Regions from separate parts of the Mus musculus genome. Here region 1 is linked to region 2. The links are chromatin contacts, called in public Hi-C maps. All regions are on one chromosome and are shown on one strand. Each heading gives the region's core, a stretch centred on a gene start, on an enhancer-like site or on the middle of the called end of the contact. The rest is flanking DNA. Distances are from core to core; before and after follow the strand shown.

Region 1 (5,731 bases), core at 2,485-4,984, 730 kb before region 2:
ACTTTTCCTTAATATCTGTTATCATCAATGGACTCAATTCCCCAATAAAAAGATATAGAATAACCGAGCGGATACTTAAACAGGACCCAGCATTTTGCTGCATACAGGAAACGCACACTCAGTGTCAAAGAAAGACACTACCTCAGAGAAAAAGGCTGGAAAATAGTTTTCCAGGCCAATGGTCCCATGGAACAAGCTGGAATAGCCATTCTAATATTAAATAAAATCAACTTTCAAACAAAAATTATCTAAAAGGATAAAGAAGGGCACTTCATACTCATCAAAAGAAAAAAAAATCTACCAAGAAGAACTCTCAATTCTGAACATATATGCTCTAAATACAAGGACACCCATATTCCTAAAAGAAACTACTAAAGAAGCACACATTGCACCTCACACAATAATAGTGAGGCACCTCAACACCCCATTCTCATCAATGGGCAAATCATGGAAACACACACTAAACCGAGACACATTGAAACTAACAGAAACTATGGACCAAATGGATTTAACAGATATTTGTAGAACTTTTCATCCTAAAACAAAAGAATATATCTTCTTTGCATCAACTTATGGTAACTTCTCCAAAATTGACCACATAGTCACAAAACAGGCTGCAACAGAAACGAGAAGATTGATATAAACCCATGCATCCTATCAGAAAACCATGGACTAAGCCTGGTCTTCAATAGCAACAAAAACCACAGAAAGCCCACATACACATGGAAGCTGGACAACACTACCCAGTGATACCTTGGTCAAGGAAGAAATAAAGAAATTAAAGACTTTTTAGAATTTAATGAAAATGAAGGCACAAAATACCCAAACTTTTGGGACACAGTGAAAGCAGTGCTAAAAGGAAAACTCAACACTGAGTGCCTCCAAAAAGAAACTGGAGGGAGCATACACTAACAACTTGACAGCACATCTGAAAGTTCTAGAACAAAAAGAAGCAAATACACTCAAGAGGAGAAGAAGGCAGGAAATAATCAAACTCAGGGTTGAAATCAACCAAGTGGAAACAAAGGAACTGTACAAAGTATCAACAAAACTAGGAGCTGGTTCATTGAGAAAATCAAGATAAATAAACCAGACTAACCAGAGGGCAAAGAGACAGTATCCAAATTAACAAAATCAGAAATGAAAAGGGAGATATAACAACAGAAACTGAGGAAATTAAAAATAGTCATCAAATCCTACTACAAAAGCCTATATTTAACAAAACTGGAAAATCTAGATGAAATGGACAATTTTCTAGACAGATACCAAATCCCAAAGTTAAATCAGGATCAAATAAACCATCTAAACAATCCCATATCTTCTAAAGAAAAGGAAGCAGTCATTAAGTTCTCCTAACAACAAAAAAATAAAATAAAATAAAATAAAATAAAATAAAAAATTAAATTAAATTAAAAAATAAAAGCGCAGGACCAGATGGTTTTAGTGCAGAGTTCTATCAGACGGTCAAAGAAGACCTAATACCAAAATTCTTCAAACTATTCCATAAAATAGAAACAGAGGAACACTATCCAATTCAGTGTGTGAAGCCACAGTTATGCTGAGTATTCTCCCTTGGAGATGGAATGCTTTCTGTCTCATCAGGAACTTTTCATAATTTCTTTTCATAGAGAACTTCGTAAGAGATTTTTTTTCTACTTCTATCATGTTTAATGTTCCAAAATAGTTTTTTTTTTAAATACTGGTTGAGTGTGTATTACTTTTAGCATCAGAATATATTGTGTATATTTAAGAGGTATTTAACTAATATGAATTATTTTGATGACTTAAAAATGTCAATACTGAGTTGTATATTTTAAAATTGGTTTTATTAGTTTAAGAAAAACAAAACAAAACAACAAAACAGCACAATCAAACTTCAGTCCACTGGGGGTAGGGAGGAGATCTAACTATTTGGAGAGATGGCTCAGCAGTTAAGAGTCCTCAGTGCTCTTCCAGAGGTCCTGACCTCAATTCCTAGCAAACACATGGTGGCTCACAACCATCTGTAATGGGATCTGATGCCCTCTTCTGATATGTCTGAAGACAGCTACAATGTATTCACCCACAAATATAAAATAAATATATCTATAAAAACAAATTTTAAAAATAAATTCTAACTATTCTGTGGTGACTGGGGTAGCTGGGGATCAAGACTGCAGTGACTGAGGTAGCTGGGGGATAAAGACTGCAGTGACTGGGGTAGCTGGGGATCAAGACTGCAGTGACTGGGGTAGCTGGGGATCAAGACTGCAGTGACTGGGGTAGCTGGGGATAAAGACTGCAGTGACTGAGGTAGCTGGGGGATAAAGACTGCAGTGACTGGGGTAGCTGGGGATCAAGACTGCAGTGACTGGGGTAGCTGGGGATCAAGACTGCAGTGACTGGAGTAGCTGGGGATAAAGACTGCAGTGACTGAGGTAGCTGGGGGATAAAGACTGCAGTGACTGGGGTAGCTGGGGATCAAGACTGCAGTGACTGGGGTAGCTGGGGATCAAGATTGCAGTGACTGGGGTAGCTGGGGATAAAGATTGCAGTGACTGGGGTAGCTGGGGATAAAGACTGCAGTGACTGGGGTAGCTGGGGATCAAGACTGCAGTGACTGGGGTAGCTGGGGGATAAAGACTGCAGTGACTGAGGTAGCTGGGGATAAAGACTGCAGTGACTGGGGTAGCTGGGGATAAAGACTGCAGTGACTGGGGTAGCTGGGGGATAAAGACTGCAGTGACTGGGGTAGCTGGGGGATAAAGACTGCAGTGACTGGGGTAGCTGGGGATAAAGATTGCAGTGACTGGGGTAGCTGGGGATAAAGACTGCAGTGACTGGGGTAGCTGGGGGATCAAGACCTTGCCTAGTTACCAAGCTTGATGACTTCAGTTTGAGCACCTGAACTCACTTGATTATAGTAGAAAACTGACTCTCGCAGGTTGTATCCTGATTTCTAAATGAGCACTGTCCTAGTTAGGGATACTTTGCTGTGATGAAGGGCCAGAACCAAAAGCAACTCCAGGAGCAAAGGGCTTATTTGGCTTACACTTCCACATCACTGATTATTATTGAAGGAAATCAGGACAAGAACTCAAGCATGGCAGGGTTGTGGAGATAGGTGCTGCTGCAGAGTCCATGGAGAGTGCTGCTTGATGGTTTGCTCCTCATAGCTTGCTCACTTTATTTTCTTTCTGACCTCCTCTCTTCTTTTTTTCTTCCTTTCTTTCTGTATTTTCTTATGATCCCAAATGAGGATTTATTGACATAAACAGTTGTAAAAAACACAGACTCATCATCATCAGTGCATGTATGTAGTCATTCCTCTTTACTTGCAGGCAAAAGCTAGAGATGAAAGTCAAGTCCTCCACCTTGGCTTAGTCCCTGTGATCACTGGGGGCTCTGGCTGATTGATATTGTTCTTCCTATGGCATTTCAAACCACTGCAACTCCTTCAGTCTTTTATCTAACTCCTCTATTGGGACCCCATGCTCAGTCCAATGGTTGGCTGCAAGCATCTACCTCTAAAACCTACTTTTAATAAGGATTCTGAAATGCTTGGACCTCCTTTCTAGCCCACTGTCCAAATGTAGGGGAGAAAAGATGGTAAAGAGGACAAGGGGACGTGGAACTGTTTAGAAGTAGCTCTTTGGGTCCATTCATATCTCTGTTTGTCAGGATATGAGCAGTCCAGTAAAGTAATGTCAGGATACCAACATGAATCAGCAGCTGAGTCACAATCTATCAGAAAGTGCCAGGCCTCCACGATGAGTCAGCAGGAGAGACCAAGACCAGCTCAGATACTTGGAGAAGTCCTCAGCTGAGGAAGAGTTGCAAGGCTAGCTGTGCAAGCACACCTTAACTGTCCATTGGGTCCTATTTATACTCTCCTTAAACATTACATGTCCTCACATGGATCCTGTCTTAGCAAAACCCTACATGAGTCTGTATCAGCAAAATACATGAGGCTGCATCACATGACAGAAACTTCCACTTCACCATACAAGCAAAATTTGCAGCTAAGTTTTCATTTCTCCTTCAGTTGTGTTGTTGTGGACTTAAAATCATACAAACATATATGTATACATATGATAAATTTGATAAATATGGACAGGATAATCTAAGTAATGACACATATAATAGATATGCTTAGTCATTAGTTAATATGTATAAATCCTAGAGAATAACCAGTACTAATATGAAGATATGTATATGAAGGAATACATGAAATTATCATTATTATTACCATCAGCACTATGTTAGGATTGCTGGCCAGGACAGAACTAAAGCACAAAGCTGTATATGGCATATTTGCTTGACAGAGGCTTACAGGAAGTCAAACTTAAACATCTCTGTTAAATCACTGTATCCAATAAATAATTCATCCTTTTAGAATTTATTCTTATTTAATGTCTGTTTATTCGATGTTTTCTTCCTCTCTTTTTATGAGCATATATTTTTGTCACCATATTCCTCAGCAGGCATATAGGAGAACGAATATGTACATGTCCCCTGTTCAGTTGTTTATATATTTGAGGAGTGTGAATGAGCACACATTATCACTTTAAGGGAAAAGTCAAATCTAGGCAATATTTTTATGAGTGTCAGTATTGTAATCAAGTGATTATTGTGCTTGAATTTTGTCCTCCAAGAACCATTAATATGGATTTAATGTGTGACCTTAAATCAAAGAATCAATAATTAATATTGAATCTCAATATTGTTTGACTAAAGATAATTATTTTTATTTCAGATTAGTAGCATATCTGTATAGAATTCTATTTTATACCTAACAGTGAATGCTTGAATTTTTGTTATTAGAGAGTGGCTACCATTCTGTGTTCCTTTGTACACTATCTTGTGGCAAAGCTTCATTCATAAACTATGTATAGTAAGAGATTAATAAGAACATCCATAAAGAAAAGCCACGTTTACTAAGTTGTAATGTAAGTTCTGTGAATATGGCCTCTCAAAATGCAGACTTTTTCATCAAATATTTGTGGAGCCTGGATGACCTCAGATATTGTAAGAATTAAAAGTGAAGCTGAGTGATTAGGGTAGTGTACCTACTCATCACTTTAAAAGATATTTTTCTAGCTAGGTACAGTGCCTACAGCACTTGAGATGTGAAAATATGAGAATGTAGAGTTTCTGGCTAGCCTTGGCTACATAGTATATTCCTAGTCAGCACAGGCTTCTTTTCTGAACTCTGTGTTCAAATAATGCAACTTAAAAAAATTTCCCCTTTCTATTTTTATTCCAATACTATTTTCTTCACTTTAATTATATTTCTGAGCCTCATTGTCTCTTGTTCAAATTATAGCAGTAATGTTTCTCTAATGTTTTTTCCTGTAATTGTAGAGCTCACAAAATTATTTATGAATATTTTCCCATATGTTAATATTTTAGCCTGATGACAAACTAAACAACTTTCATTAACTTTAAGGTTCTCCAATCCATTTCCTAAATCATAACTCATCAGAATTAGTTAGCCCCTAAATTTCATAAGACATACATTTTCTTACGTTAATTATTAATATGCAAAACAAACCCGAACTTTAAGTAAACATGCAATAATACAGAGAACAAGAGGAAAGAATATAATTTATATGATATTAAACTCCACATTTCTTTCCTAACTAATTACATACTTGGAATTGAACATCTGTAAAAGCCCTAATGATAAATAGTAGCCTATCCTAGAAGTGTACAATACACTATTCCATTCTTCATTTTTAACTGAATATTG
Region 2 (5,054 bases), core at 766-3,265:
GATGAACGTCACATGTGCAATAGAACTATTAAGGCTTAAACTCACCCATTCCTAAAACCTCTTCTATGATGTATTTTTGGCTAATTGAGTCCATAAATTTTCTTACTTATTTCAGCAATAATTTAATATTTGCCCAATACTATCAGCTTCAGAACTTGGGATAAGCATGTGAAATGACCTGAGGGGAACACAGGCAAAGCAATATCAGGCTGAGTAAGTGGCCATCCTCGGCAGGAAGTGAAAAGATGTTGGTTAAACTGTCAGTTGTAGTGGGAAAGAAATAGCCTAAGGGTCTCCCTCTGTGTCTTCAAAGAGCTCATATAGAACCCAAGTGGAAATGGTGATTAGGGCAGTCCTCTGAGTTAGCACCAATCAAATAAGGATTTTAGGGGTCACTGGAGGCCATTTAGATGGCTCAGCAGATAAAGATACTTGCTGCCAAGTTTTCTTTCCACGTGGTAGAAAGAAGAAAAATCAGCTCACACAAGTTGTACTTTGACCTCCACATGCTAAGAAAGAAAGAGAGAGAGAGAGAGAGAGAGAGAGAGAGAGAGAGAGAGAGAGGAGAAAAGAAAGAAAAGAAGGAAAAGAAAAGAACCAACTAACTTGGACCTGGTCCCTTGGGGCTCTCAGAGACTGTACCACCAACCAAAAAACATACACAGGTTTGACCCAGGCCTCCCTTTACGTATACAGCAGATGTGCAGCTACCTGCCCACTGTTGGCAGCACCATTCCTCTGGCTGATCCTGCACTGTATATGTATAGAAAGGAAGCTCGGAAGAGGCATCCGTCCCTCTGTGCTTGGGGAGTGTAATGAGTTGCTTCAAGCTCCCACTGCTTTGACTTCCCCCACCACAAAGGGCTGTACTCTGGAACTGTGAGCTAGAATAAACTTTCTCTTCCTTATGTTGTTTTTTAAATATGGTGTGTGTGTGTGTGTGTGTGTGTGTGTGTGTGTGTGTGTGTGTGTGTGAGATAAGTACCACAGCATGTGTTTGGAAGATCTCTCCTACCCTGTTGGTCCCAGGATGGAATTCAAGTTGCCAGGCTTCTCAGCAAGTGCTTTTACCCACTGAGACATCTTCCTGGCTGAGTTCCATATCCTTATGTCTGGATCCATGCCTATACCTATTTTTATAGTTGGGGTTATACCAATATCTATAGATAGGTAGATAGATGATAGATAGATAGATAGATAGATAGATAGATAGATAGATAGATAGATAGATAGATCCATATAGATATAGATATAGATAGATACCTCCATACCAATCTGTAGGTATTTCTATCTGCATAGGTCTATAAACAAGTGTGCCCATGCAGCTGCATAGATAATACTTTTATTAGTTTTATTGTAATGATAAAGTCATTAAAACATTGGCATTCAATAAATATTTGTTGGATGATTGAAAATAAGATCCTTGCAACATTTGAAGTTCTGCTTCAACGTTTTGTTAGGTGTTCTAGATTGCATTAATTATTGTAAAACTAATAAGAACAGAAAAGCCAGCATTAAACTTGCTCATCACTAGGAAATGTTTTACCTCAGGCAATTTCAGCTTCAGCAGCAGAGTAGACTTGAGGCTCAATGGTGCCACTAGAAACACTTGCCCTGCTTCCTGCTGTCACCCTGGTTCTGGCTCCATTTCAAAATTACTCTAGACAACAATCACAATCTGTATTCCTTCTCTGTGTGCCTCTGAGCATTGGGCTCTCCTCTTGGTCTTCCTCCTGACTTGTTTCTTCATATCACGATGAGACAAGCTCTGTCCAATTTAAGAAAAAAATGATATTTTTTTGTAAAGATACTAACTAGCTCATATAAGCTCTAGAAAGCTTGGGACAATATAGCCAGTAGCAACCTTTAAGAGAAACCTCAAAAGCATGAGTCCCTGTACCCCAGGTACTTAGTAAGCAAGCATCCTCAACGGCTCATCTAACCCAAAGTGCTTGCCTAAGAGGGAGTACAAGGCCTTGGGGATGTTTGGCCTGTGGGCTGAGACCTCTTGTGAGTCATAGGCCAGCAATGCCCTAGACACAAAGAGACTCAGAGAGTGGCTCCCAGTAAGGCCCACATAGAGGTTATTACAAGACCTTTTCACATGAGCCACCCACACGCAGCTCCCCTGAGAACAAAACTGAAAGGCTTGGCTCACTATTCTGTAATGCTTCAGGACTCCAGCTGAAGAGAAGGAAGCTTCTGCATAATCCCCCACCGCCCACTGCTCTACGGATCCTCCTCATCAGTGGGGTCGGGCAGTTCAGTTGGCAGCGCTCCAGTTTGCAGCTTCATCGGGGTTGAAGTCAAGAGACAACTGCATTTCTAATTTCAGTTAGGGCAAAGACTGCTTACTGTAGAGCTGTCAAGGCAAACGTGACTCAGGCAGCAGCAGTGACGCAGCTCATCCAACAACAGTGGCAGGAGCAATAGCCAGAGCAGGTGCCTGGGAGCATGGAATGCACCCCAGGGATGCATGCGGGGAAAGACTCCAGAAGGGAAACCTCAAAGGCAATGAGGATTCCTTAACAAGCACTGAGGATTTAGGAACAGCAGGTATTAAAGTTAAAGACCCCAGGTCTCAGGAGGCATGCAGACCACAATTGTGATTAGGGAAACACCTGTCATCTTCAGGAAATGGAAATGGAACTCAGAAGGAAAATAGAGGCTTTGCTAATTAGCTTTGCTTCTTTTCTCCTCCTAGGAAACACGTGACTGCTTTCCTGGAGGCTTGACCTGCAGATTTTTGCAGGTTGTTTTCTTATAGAGTTAAAATCTAAGCAGTTCAGGACCTTTGTTTTTTGTTTGTTTGTTTGTTTGTTTGTTTTGTTTTGTTTTGTTTCAGAAAGGTTTGAGTTGAAACTTCAATAGAGAACTCTTTCACTACCTCCACCATAATTACTATATTACTATGTGTATTAGTTAGGGTTCTCTAGAGTCACAGAACTTATGGATAGTCTCTATATAGTAAAGGAATTTATTGATGACTTACAGTCTGCAGTCCAATTCCCAACAATGGTTCAGTAGTAGCTATGAATGGAAGTCCAAGGATCTAGCAGTTACTCAGTCTCACACAGCAAGCAGGCGAAGGAGCAAGAGCAAGACTCCCTTCTTCCAATGTCCTTATATTGTCTCCAGCAGAAGGTTTAGCCGAGATTAAAGGTGTGTTCCACCACACCTTTAATCCCAGATGAAAGGTGAAGCCCATATTAAAGGTGTGTTCCACCACACCTTTAATCCCAGATGACCTTGAATTTGGAGATTTAAGCTTCTTGAAACCTTAGCCACTATGCCTCAAGATCTCCATACCAAGATCCAGATCAGAAACTTCTATCTCCCATCCTCCAGATAAGGGTCACTGGTGAGCCTTCCAATTCTGGATTGTAGTTCATTCCAAATATAGTCAAGTTGACAACCAGGAATAGCCACTACACTGTGTTTTATTATCTTCAAAGAATACAGGTCTAGATAAATTCTTAAAACTTATTTGTTGTATCTATTGACTATCCCTGAACATGTATCTACCAGAATACAATTTCCAAGAGCATATCTGGGCTTAGAGCAACGACTGCTACATATGGCAAGCACTCAACAAATATATTAAAATGTGGTTCCTCACAGAGCTGGCACCATTTTATATGCTCAAATGAAAATTCAGACATGGTGACAAATGCCTATAACCTGGCCCTTGGGAGATTACGGCAGAAAGATTTGAAGTTTGAGGACAGCCTGGGAGACCGACTCTCTCTCTCTCTCTCTCTCTCTCTCTCTCTCTCTCTCTCTCCACACACACACACACACACACACACACACGTATACACCCTCACTCACACAGGGGTCTGTAAAGTACCATCTCCAGTAACAATGCTGTCTAAGAAATTATCATGATAATTAAGGAAATTAATGCAATGTGCTCACTAGCTGTATTGAGGAAATCAATTCCTAACACATACATATCAAATCATCACATGACATACTTTAAATTATATAGTTTGTCAAGTATATCTCAGTAAAGCAGAGAGAGAGAGAGAGGGGAGAAAGAAGTCAACTAGAAGTCAATAGAGAAAAAACAAAAACACTCACTATTGTCCATGAAGCCAATACAGCAGTTCTCTGTAGAGGTTTCCAGTATCTGTTCTTTTAACATGTATGTAAGTACGTTATTACAGCTACTGTTCACACATTTTAAACCGAACAGCTTTGAGACTCCAGAAATGGCAGGAGGAGCTATAGTTCCTTTTGTCAGTATTAAGCCCTCTAAAAGCATAATCATTTCAGCTCTCGGAATAATTGTGTGGAGGATGAGTGCTGCCCCACATTGTAGTTGGAAAAGTGAAGGGGAACCTAACAAAAGCCTCCCTGCAGACAGGACGGTGACTCCTCTCAGATGAGCAAGTCTCAGTGTTGACAGCCATGCTGCCCTCCCTTCCAAGTCTTGGCTTCTCACCTGGCAGGATATTTTTAATCCCTGTTTGGGAAGATTGTCTTACAAACTAAGATGTTAAAAATGCTGACATTCTGAGGAACTTAGAGGTTTCGTTACTTAATCCTATGTCAGAAGCATTTCTCAAACCAACTTAAGACAAAGCCTAAAAAGTACTATAGAGTCTGACTCATCGGCTTTCTTATGTTTGGCTTCTTGGGTTCCCCTTTATTTTTGCTCTCCTGAGGCTTTTCATGGACCTTAGTGCTGCTAACTACGTTATGGTGATCATTTTGATATCAGTTCTGACTCCAAGTAACATCGATTCCAAGTCAGAACTTGCGAGTCTCCTGGCCCATCCAGGGGCTTACAGATTACTCCCAGGAATGAATGGCATTCGCTCTCCTCACCCACAGTCACTCCTGCTGTTGTTCTTATGGCTTCCGTATGTTTCTGCAAAACAAAATTCCACTGAAGAGGTGTGGGCGTTGGAATCACTAACCAGAAAGAAAAAAAGAAAACATTAAAATTTAATTCACTCATTTTCATTCATTTATTTGCTCAACTTGGCCCTACCAAACTTAGCCAGAAGTTCTGTTGATCAATGGAGAAGAAAACCCCACCTTTATTG

What was found. A called contact is a pair of places that touch in the nucleus more often than the background predicts.
Region 1: a Hi-C map of adipose-derived mesenchymal stem cells shows a contact between it and region 2, with 4 times the contacts expected there. The contact joins two enhancer-like sites. A contact is called at or near these places in 2 of 39 promoter capture datasets (frontonasal cranial neural crest and stem cell-derived epiblast-like cells) and 1 of 484 Hi-C or Micro-C datasets (adipose-derived mesenchymal stem cells).

Annotation. Positions count from the first base shown.
Region 1 is chr3:11,172,209-11,177,939 of GRCm38.p6, reverse strand. No RefSeq gene overlaps it. Among named protein-coding and RNA genes, the nearest start is that of Gm33551, 330 kb to the right of the region's middle. Within about 2 kb of position 3,734, at least 25 of the 459 cell types and tissues checked have an H3K27ac peak or open chromatin away from gene starts, as enhancers often do. A contact at or near this core is called in adipose-derived mesenchymal stem cells, where this site is marked.
Region 2 is chr3:10,443,787-10,448,840 of GRCm38.p6, reverse strand. No RefSeq gene overlaps it. Among named protein-coding and RNA genes, the nearest start is that of Snx16, 6.2 kb to the right of the region's middle. Within about 2 kb of position 2,015, at least 65 of the 459 cell types and tissues checked have an H3K27ac peak or open chromatin away from gene starts, as enhancers often do. A contact at or near this core is called in adipose-derived mesenchymal stem cells, where this site is marked.